Linked DNA regions of Sus scrofa: region 2 is linked to region 1. The links are chromatin contacts, called in public Hi-C maps. All regions are on one chromosome and are shown on one strand. Each heading gives the region's core, a stretch centred on a gene start, on an enhancer-like site or on the middle of the called end of the contact. The rest is flanking DNA. Distances are from core to core; before and after follow the strand shown. Region 1 has its middle 110 kb from the start of GBE1. Region 2 overlaps GBE1 (1,4-alpha-glucan-branching enzyme).

What was found. A called contact is a pair of places that touch in the nucleus more often than the background predicts.
Region 2: a Hi-C map of liver shows a contact between it and region 1, with 7 times the contacts expected there. The contact joins two enhancer-like sites. A contact is called at or near these places in 7 of 47 Hi-C or Micro-C datasets (embryonic fibroblasts, epiblast stem cells, liver and 2 more).

Annotation. Positions count from the first base shown.
Region 1 is chr13:173,520,091-173,524,565 of Sscrofa11.1, reverse strand. No RefSeq gene overlaps it. Among named protein-coding and RNA genes, the nearest start is that of GBE1, 110 kb to the left of the region's middle. Within about 2 kb of position 1,810, at least 2 of the 83 cell types and tissues checked have an H3K27ac peak or open chromatin away from gene starts, as enhancers often do. A contact at or near this core is called in liver, where this site is marked.
Region 2 is chr13:173,728,402-173,732,876 of Sscrofa11.1, reverse strand. All of the region lies in intron 3 of GBE1 (1,4-alpha-glucan-branching enzyme), which reads right to left. Among named protein-coding and RNA genes, the nearest start is that of GBE1, 96 kb to the right of the region's middle. Within about 2 kb of position 2,081, at least 2 of the 83 cell types and tissues checked have an H3K27ac peak or open chromatin away from gene starts, as enhancers often do. A contact at or near this core is called in liver, where this site is marked.

The sequences.
Region 1 (4,475 bases), core at 561-3,060:
CAGGAACTTCCATATGCCACAGGTGCGACCAAAAAATGAAAATGAAAAATAAAGAGCCAAGAAGGAAGACAGGCAAGAACAAAGGAGAGAGGGCTCAGTGCTGTTCTGTTTAGGAGTCTGGGACCACAAAGGATGTAGTGAGCAGAGGACGCTGGATATGCTAAAATTCTGAGGATATGATGGTCATCATTTGTCCTCTGGAATTTAGGACATGTTGAGGAAGAAGATATAATTTAGAAATGAAGAAAGAAAATATAGAATTCCTGATATCCAGTCTGGGTCATTGGCCCTGGACAAGGCTTTATTTCATGTCTTACCAGATGAAAGTGGGGAGTTGGGGGAGAGCATAACCCAGGAAATATGACCTGGTTCTCTTACAATTAGCTTGGTGGTATCAAAATACTGATCAAGCATTTTTTTTTTCCTTTGGCTATGTCCATGGCATGTGGAAGTTCCCAGGCCAGGGACTAAACCCATGCCACAGCAGCAACCCAAGCTGTTGCAGTGACAGCACTGGATCCTTAGCCCCCTGTGCCACAAGCAATTCCTCAAGCATTTCTTTAGTACCAGACACTGTGTATTCATTTTTATTTAATATTTACAATGTTATTAACAATTAGTTAACTTAGAGATTTAACAGGAAATTGAGTGTTAATGTTGTTCCCAAGGTCACATGGTCTAGAAGTGCACACGATTGAAATTTGAACCTAAAGTGGTTACATTGCGAAGTTCATACTCCTTTCTCTATTTCCAGGTGGTTCTTAAACCTAGATGTGCATTAGAATCTTCTTGGTAGCTTTTAAAAATAACTAACTTAGATAGCACCCCCAGGTATCCTGATGTAATTTGTCTGGTATGGGTGCAGGCATGGAAATTTTTTTTTCTTGCTTTGGTAATTTTCCCTAGGTGATTCAAGGTATAGTTGAGATTGAGAACAACTGCTATACAATGTTGAGGGGAGGGGAAGATAGGGGAATTTAACTCACTGTAATGTTTTTAAGGTGTGATCCAGGACCAACAGTTTCATCAGAGAACTTGTTAGAAATACAAAAACCTTCCTTGAATTAGAAACTAGGGGTGGGGTTCAACAATTCGCATTTTAAAAACTTCTAATACACACTAAAATATGAGAACCCTTATCATGGGACTGAGGGTCTTGCATTTGAGCTCAAGAAGACCTAAGTTTTAACTGGCTGTCAACATTTAACAGCTATACCCACTGAATCAAGTACCTCAACGTCTCTAGGTCTTAATCTCCCCAGATGTAAAAATGGTAATGCTATTTACTGCTCTGACAAATAATGGGAAACTTTATATAATCCAACTGGCCCACACCAAGTGTTCGATAAATAGCAACTAATAGTAAGGGGTAAGTATTTCAGAAAGAGTGATGAGTCAGAAATTGAGCCTGTAAGTGGAGCTTAAATGAGCCTATCTTTAAAGATCTGGGGGAAGGAGGTTATGAGAATATATAGTAGGTACTTGAGAGTTGCATGGGTGTATTGTATCTTAGAAGACTCTCAACAGCTAATATTGAAAAATGGACAAAAATATCTGGCCTACAGAATCCTTAAATAGTTGTATTTCTGAACAGAATTGGAGTTACCTTTTATGCATGCTGTTGGATATGTAGTAGTTATATAATGATTATTAACATTTTCTACTTTTTCATTTGGTTAGATAAACATGTTGCTGATTTGCTTTTAGCTTCACCTGTTTAAATATTCTTTGAATGTTTAGATAATAGATTTGGTCATGTAAAGTACTGCTGACAAATGCGTTAGATTTGAACCTTGGACTTAAAGTACACATCCTTTCTGAGCCAAGCTTCATTTCCTCCCTATTTATTCTCCTTTGAAGATCCAGAGTCTAAAAGCAAGTACTTGTGGCCACCAGAAAGAAGGCATGTGCTGAGAGAATGAAAGGATACCCAAGATCTTAAATACTCCCAGATTTTTTTATTTTATACCTCAGTGACAAAAGAACCTGTGTGCCTGTGTATGTGTATATAAGATATCTTTAAGAGGTTACTGAAGATTATCTATCTTAACTTACTGAGAATAACTGTGTTTTAAATATAGTAATTATAAAATAGTATTACCAGTAAATGGCTCTGTAGCCAATTGTATTTAGCCTTGTCACTGAAACTGTCATTAGTTTGAGAAAGGTGAGCTATTGTAGGAGGGAACTGAACACAAACTTGTTTCCTTTGCTCCAGAAGATACTGCAAGTAGATTAAATAAAATCCTGGAGATGTTTGAAAACTTTTGAGAAAAGAATGAGGTGGATAGCAGAAAGAGAAACAATTAGGTGAGAGGGAACTATTGATTTAGATTTTCTTAGAAATATGAGTGCAGGAGGCATTTCAAATTCACACTTACACATACACATGAAGAGGGTCCTAAAAGGATGTCATGGTACTTGAGAGAAAAAAACCAAAAACAATTTTGCCTATTGACCTAAAAGTTCAGTCTTTGCTTTAACAGTTCTCATAGGTATAGGATAAAATATCTGATCTCTCTGAGTGGTTTATATTTAAATATGACTTTAGTAATTGTTCTGGTGTCATGTGTAGTTTTAAGTATAGAATCTAGAATATAGTCATGACATTTATGTTGAAAAAAATAAAAGAGTAACTAATGTCACTCTTTCAAAAAAAAAAAAAAGAAAAAATCATTGGATCAAAAGATATTCTGTCATACAGAAATTTGTGAATTTGGGTCCTGGGTCAATCCCATTATAATTATTTTATTTATTTATGAAATGGAAGGATAAATACATTTGGACAATCGAAAGGGGAAGAATCTTAATTTATGCATGTAGGCAGTTTTTAATAATACATTACTGTGAAATTTATAATATCATGAATTCAAAATCAGTACTCTAAAGGAGACAGTCAAATCTTTATGTAAGTGCTTGTAACTTTCTTCTGAAAAATACTGGTCACTAATTTTCTCTTTTATACTTGTTAAAAAGAGATATTTATCATTTAATTCTACTACGTTTAACCTTAACTTGTCAATAGATTCTTCAGGATTTGTGAAACTATTTGCTCTTCTAATTAAAAAGTGAGGTTACCATAGCAACTAGTATATCCTTAATACTCTGCTTATGTAACCACTGAGATTCAGAGCAGTTTTTCATCTGGATTCTTCTATCAGCTACACTTATTTCAGATGCTCTCTTGCACTCTGGACTATAAAGGAAAATGCTTTCTTTACTGATTATACACATTTGAGTATTTTTAAACAATTTTCTTATAATATAGACCAAGTGCCTCTGATGTCTGGAGAAATTTTGAAGGTGGAAATAATGTAAAAGCACTTTAAAAAATTTTGGAAATACCAAAGGAGTAGTGGTGTCGTAATTGTTTAAGTAACAGTGGACTTAGAATTTCAATTTCAGAAAAGGCCTTGAAGTAAAAAGGATCAGTCATTTGATGAATATGTTATTCTGAGGAATTCTTCTACAAGAGAGATCACAACTTGTTCTTGGGAGACTTTCTTATTAACTCAGAACATGTAATAAAAAGGAAATCTTGCTTGGCTCCTAATAAAATTTGCTACAAATAATATGCTTGATTTCTGCATTGAATGAGTGGACTTGGCATTCTGAAAATTTAACACATTCTTTATATGGCTTGTTTTCTTGCTGTTGAACCTTTCCATATGCTGCTGCTTCTGCCTGGAATGATTTAGTCATTTCTCCACCCCTCCATCTCTACTTTTCCCCTAGTATTTCTTGGCTTATGCTATTTATTCTTTAGATCTTGGTCGAGATGTCCTGTTCTCTGGGAATATTGCTCTGATTCCCCAAGACTACATTAAAGCTCCTTCTACATGTTCGTGTTACACCTGCTGAAGATAGTTTTTCATGTCTAAATTGTATTGGCTGGTTCACTTGTCTGTCATCTACTTGCTGAAATGTCCTGGAGGAAAAAAACAGGGTCTCATTAGGTACTGTGAGCTCGAAGATCCACTGAGTACCTGGTTTAATAGGTTTTCAAAAAACCTAAAAAATTGTTATATGAGGTAATGATTAGTTTCTAGAATTGCTATAACAAAATACCACAAACTGGATGACTTACAACAACAGACATATATTTTCTCCAGTTCTGGGGGCCTGAGCTAGAAAATAAGATATTGGCAAAGTTGATTCCTACTGAAGGTTCTGAGGGCCAATCTCTTCCATTCTTCACTCCTAGCATTTGGCAGTTACTGGCAGTGACCAGTGTCCCTTAGTTTGTAGATACCCACTCCAATCTCTGCCTCTGTCTTCACATTGTGTTCTCCTCTGTGTATGTGTCTATATGTCTTCTCTTCTCATAAAGAAACCCGTCATTTGGCTACCATAATTCAGTTTGACCTTTACTTGATTGCATCTACAAAGACCCTATTTCCAAATAAGGTCACAGCCATCGCTACCAGGAGCTAGAACTTCAATTTATCTTTTAGGGGACAAAATTCAACCTGCCG
Region 2 (4,475 bases), core at 832-3,331, 210 kb before region 1:
GAAATGGGCAAAAAAATAACATAAGAAAATATTCCAGAAATAAAGGATAAATTGCTTGTGAGATTAACCTTCTTAACTAAATATTTAGATACTAACATTTTAACATGCCACATCCCTGCCCAATGGCATCCTTCTGCCTAGCAATTTCATTCTAGCTCTCAATAATTGTTTAATTTTACATGATAAATTTGATCTCTTATCCTCTAAAACCCAAACTCTTTCTATAAACCATCTATCTCCTTTTGATGTTCAGGGAAGGTCACTTCAATACTTAACACCCTGAAAAATGAGGGTGATAGTCTCCACAAAAAAAGCAAAACCAAATATGGTATAAAATGGTGTGTTAAATCTGAGACAAGGCTCAAGTTCTACTTCCTCTGTTATCACTTTCTTCCCCCCCATTTTTTCTCTGTGAACCCTCAACCTGACCAGTAGTGGCATTATGGATAGGAGGACAGACTTTGCTATTAGCGAAGCCAGAATGCAAGCCCAGGCAATAATACCATCTACTTAACCTCTCTAAACTTCAGTATACTCATCATGAAATGATATGTAATAACAGTATCTTATTTCACAGTGTTACCATAAGGATCAAATTAAATATGAATGTAAAGTAATCTCTAATTTCTTTCATGTGTCTCATCTGAGAAAACTGTAAATGTGGGTGTTAGGTTCCATGACTCTTTTCTATTCATCAATTGTATATCATCTAAATATAATTCAGAAAGAAATAGGATCTGCTCTGAATTGAAATGTGCCCTCCTCCAAATTCATTGTTGAAGCCCTAACCCCCACTGTGATGGTATGTTGAGACAGGGCATTTGGAAGAAAATTAGGTTTAAATGGAAGGCATAAGCCTGGGGGCCTGATGATAAGATTCTTGCCATGTGAGGACACAGCAAGAAGGCAGCCATCTTTAAGCCAGGAAAATAATGCTCACTGGAACCCAACCATGCTGGCTGATCTCAGACTTCCAGCCTTCAGAACTGTGAGAAATTAAATTTCTGTTGTTTACACTGCCCAGAATACAGCATTTTGTTATTTTAGCTCTAAAGATCACTATTATACAACCCTTTGAAAAGGTTCAAGGTCTGGCATCAAGAAACCTCTATTCTAATCCATTTTGTTACTGATTTGGCAAAGAAAAGTTAAAGTACATAAACATCCTAAATAAACACTTCAAAGAAGACAATGCGTGGAGTTCCCAATGTGGCTCAGCAGGTTAAGAGTCCAACTAATAACCATAAGGATGTGGCTTCAATCCCTGGCCTCACTCCGTGGGTTAAGGATCCTGCATATGTTGTAAACTTGGCTCCAATTTGGAGCTCTGATTGGACCCCTAGCCGGGAAACTTCCATATGCTGCAGGTGCATCTCTAGAAACAAACAAAAAATTTTCTTTTTTTGGGGCCCTATCCATAGCAGTAGAAGTTCCTGAGCCAGGGATCGAACCCAGACCTCAGTGACAAGGGTGGATCCTTTAACTGCTAGGCCACCAGGGACCTTCCTAAAAGAAGATAATCCTGATTGTCATTGCTAGTCAAATGGATATTAATAGAAATAATTTTTAAGAAAAGAAAACAGAAATCAGAAGAAAAGAAAGGAATTCTTCAGTTTGCCTCCAACCCACCTTTCAGGTTTACTTTCCCTGGAACTCTCACTTCTCTTGACCTGCACTCTTTCACTGACCTCCTGAGCCCCATTTTACTAGTCAGTCAGATCCACTTATCATTGGCTTTCTGCCCCAGGAGGCTAATTGATGTGGACCATATTTCCCAGAACTCTGGCTTTTTATTGGACTGGGCAATGTGGAACCACAGGAAGAGGTCAGAGAAAGGAAGAAGAGTGAGAGATCAGAGTATTTGTTTCCTTATTCCCCTAGCTCCTTCCCTGCAAGGTAGTCATGAATTAACCACATCTGTCACCAAAACTCAGTGCTCCTCTCAAGATGGCTGATTCGGTCTCCCTCTGGGTTCTAGTAATTGATCCCATGTTCCTTGTGGCCTAGGCAAGGTTAGTATGGGTGTTGCTAAGTCCCCTCACCCCACTCTCCTTTGAACTCTAGAGCAGATCCCTCGCATGTTCAACTTTGAAAACAGCCTTTCGGAGGTGGAAAGAAAAAAATAAACAAAACTGTTCAAACTGTCCTATTTTCAGTATGCCGTTGCTTCCTGTTGGAACTTCAATCAATACACACACTTTTATTCATGCAGTACACCGAGTTAAAACAGCCTTCATCTTTCTATCTCTCTGGGCAACTTCTAAACATGTTACCAAGTGTGCTTGAATGTCACTGCCCTTCTGTTATTTCCCCTGTTACTATCACAGAATGAATAAACTGTTCACTAATATTTTGCTCCAATAGCACTTTATTTTTAAAACACACACACATCCCACATATATACTATAATTCAGTTCAAGCATCACGGAACAAGGACAGTACCTGACAAATGGCAGAACCTAAATAATTATGTTAAATTCCTATGAAACACCTTGAGAATTTTTTTTTTAAGTAGAATTGTTATTAAAAGTGTATCCCTTAAAATAAGGAACAAAAAATACCTTTACATAATTAATTTGGCTATGCATTCAAAAGAAGAAGTATCAAAGACATGAGTAATATATGACTATTTATTCCTTAGGAACACAGACTTCTGTTCTTTCCTTATATCTTTATAGCCTTGAATATCACTTTATTATATTACTTTATTTTTAAAATATTTTGTTCCCGTCATGGCTCAGTGCTTAATGAATCCAACTAGGAACCATGAGGTTACCGGTTCGATCCCTGGCCTCTGTCAGTGGGTTAAGGATCCGGAGTTGCCATGAGCTGTGGTGTAGGTCGCAAACATGGTTCAGATCCTGCGTTGCTGTGGCTCTGGTGTAGGCCGGTGGCTACAGCTCCAATTCAATCCCTAGCCTGGAAACCTCCATATGCCATGGGTGCGGCCCTAGAAAAGACAAAAATAAATAAATAAATAAATAATATTTTGTTTGGTAAACTTACTTAAAAACACAGAAAAGAGACATTTACATCACCATACAAGTAATTAGGTATCTTTTTCCAAAGTGTTCCATTGGAAAAAAAAGGTGTTTTGCAGAGAAAACAAAGCTTTATTTCAATGGTAGGTGATAAATTCTTTTTTGTCAATGATTACCACATAATTCATAAGAGAAACATCCACAAGTGAGTTATAAAGGTCAATTCCTTGTAGACTGAAATAAATTTTCAAGTTCAATTTAAAACGAGAGTTTTAATTACTGTGGTAGACTACCTAGGGACAATTTCAGATTGAAAGGCCAAAAACCACAAGTTGGTGATTTTTTTCTTCTTTTTATGGCCACACTTGCAGCATATGGAAGTTTCTATGCTATGGATCAAATCAGAGTTGCAGCTGCTGACCTATGCCACAGCCATAGCAACACTGACCCAAGCTGCATCGGTGACCTATGCTACAGCTTGTGGCAATGCCAGATCCTTAACCCACTGGGAGGCCAGAGATCAAACCTGCATCCTCTGGAGCCTATGTCAGGTCCTTAATCTGCTGAGCCACAATGGGAACTCCAACTTACTGGTTTTTGTATAGAGAATATAACCCTACCCTGTCCCCAAAAGAAAATCTCATACATCATTTCCTATAAATGAAAAACTAATTATATCACCATATTGACACTATAATAAAATCTAAATGTTTCCCAAAATTTGAAACATCCAAATATTATGAGTGATATTTTGGTCCTAAGTTTCCAATAAATTTATCTTCACTAAAATCTTTATAGAATAATGAAGAAAGATTACACAACAGTTAACTTGATATTTGTTGTATGTTTATTTACTGTGAGAGATTTTTAAGGCCACATAAAAAAGTAAAAGATGCTTTTTAAATTATTTCATTACATCTGCATCAAATAAATTTATGAAAGAAAGCACAGGACAGAGAATAGCGTCAAAAGTACCTTAGTCCGAATGGGCTGCTATAGCAAAATACCAGAGACTGAGTGGCTTACAAACAACCAAAACTGACGTCTCACAGTTCTAGAGGCTAGAAATTCAAGATCAGCTGCCACCATGATCTGGTGAGGGCCCTCCTCCAGGCTGCACATTTCTTACTGTATCTTCATTTGGTGGAGGGGCCAGGAATCACTCTGAAGCCTCCCTCATATGGGCACTAATCCTATTCAGATGGCTACACCTTCATGACTGACTTAAGCATCTCCTAAAACCCCAAGTACTAGTACCATCATATAAGGAATTAGGATTTCAACATATGATTTGGAGGGAGGCACAAATATTCACACCATAGCAGAAAGTATAAAAGACTTGAAATTGGATGGTCGAGGCAAATGCCTATCATCATTTCCTATATATACATCAATAATCATTCATTCCTAGTAATTGTTTTCCCAATATATAATAAAAAATGAAAATTAATTCTTTCACTGTATATAACAACAAACAAACAAAAAATTAACATG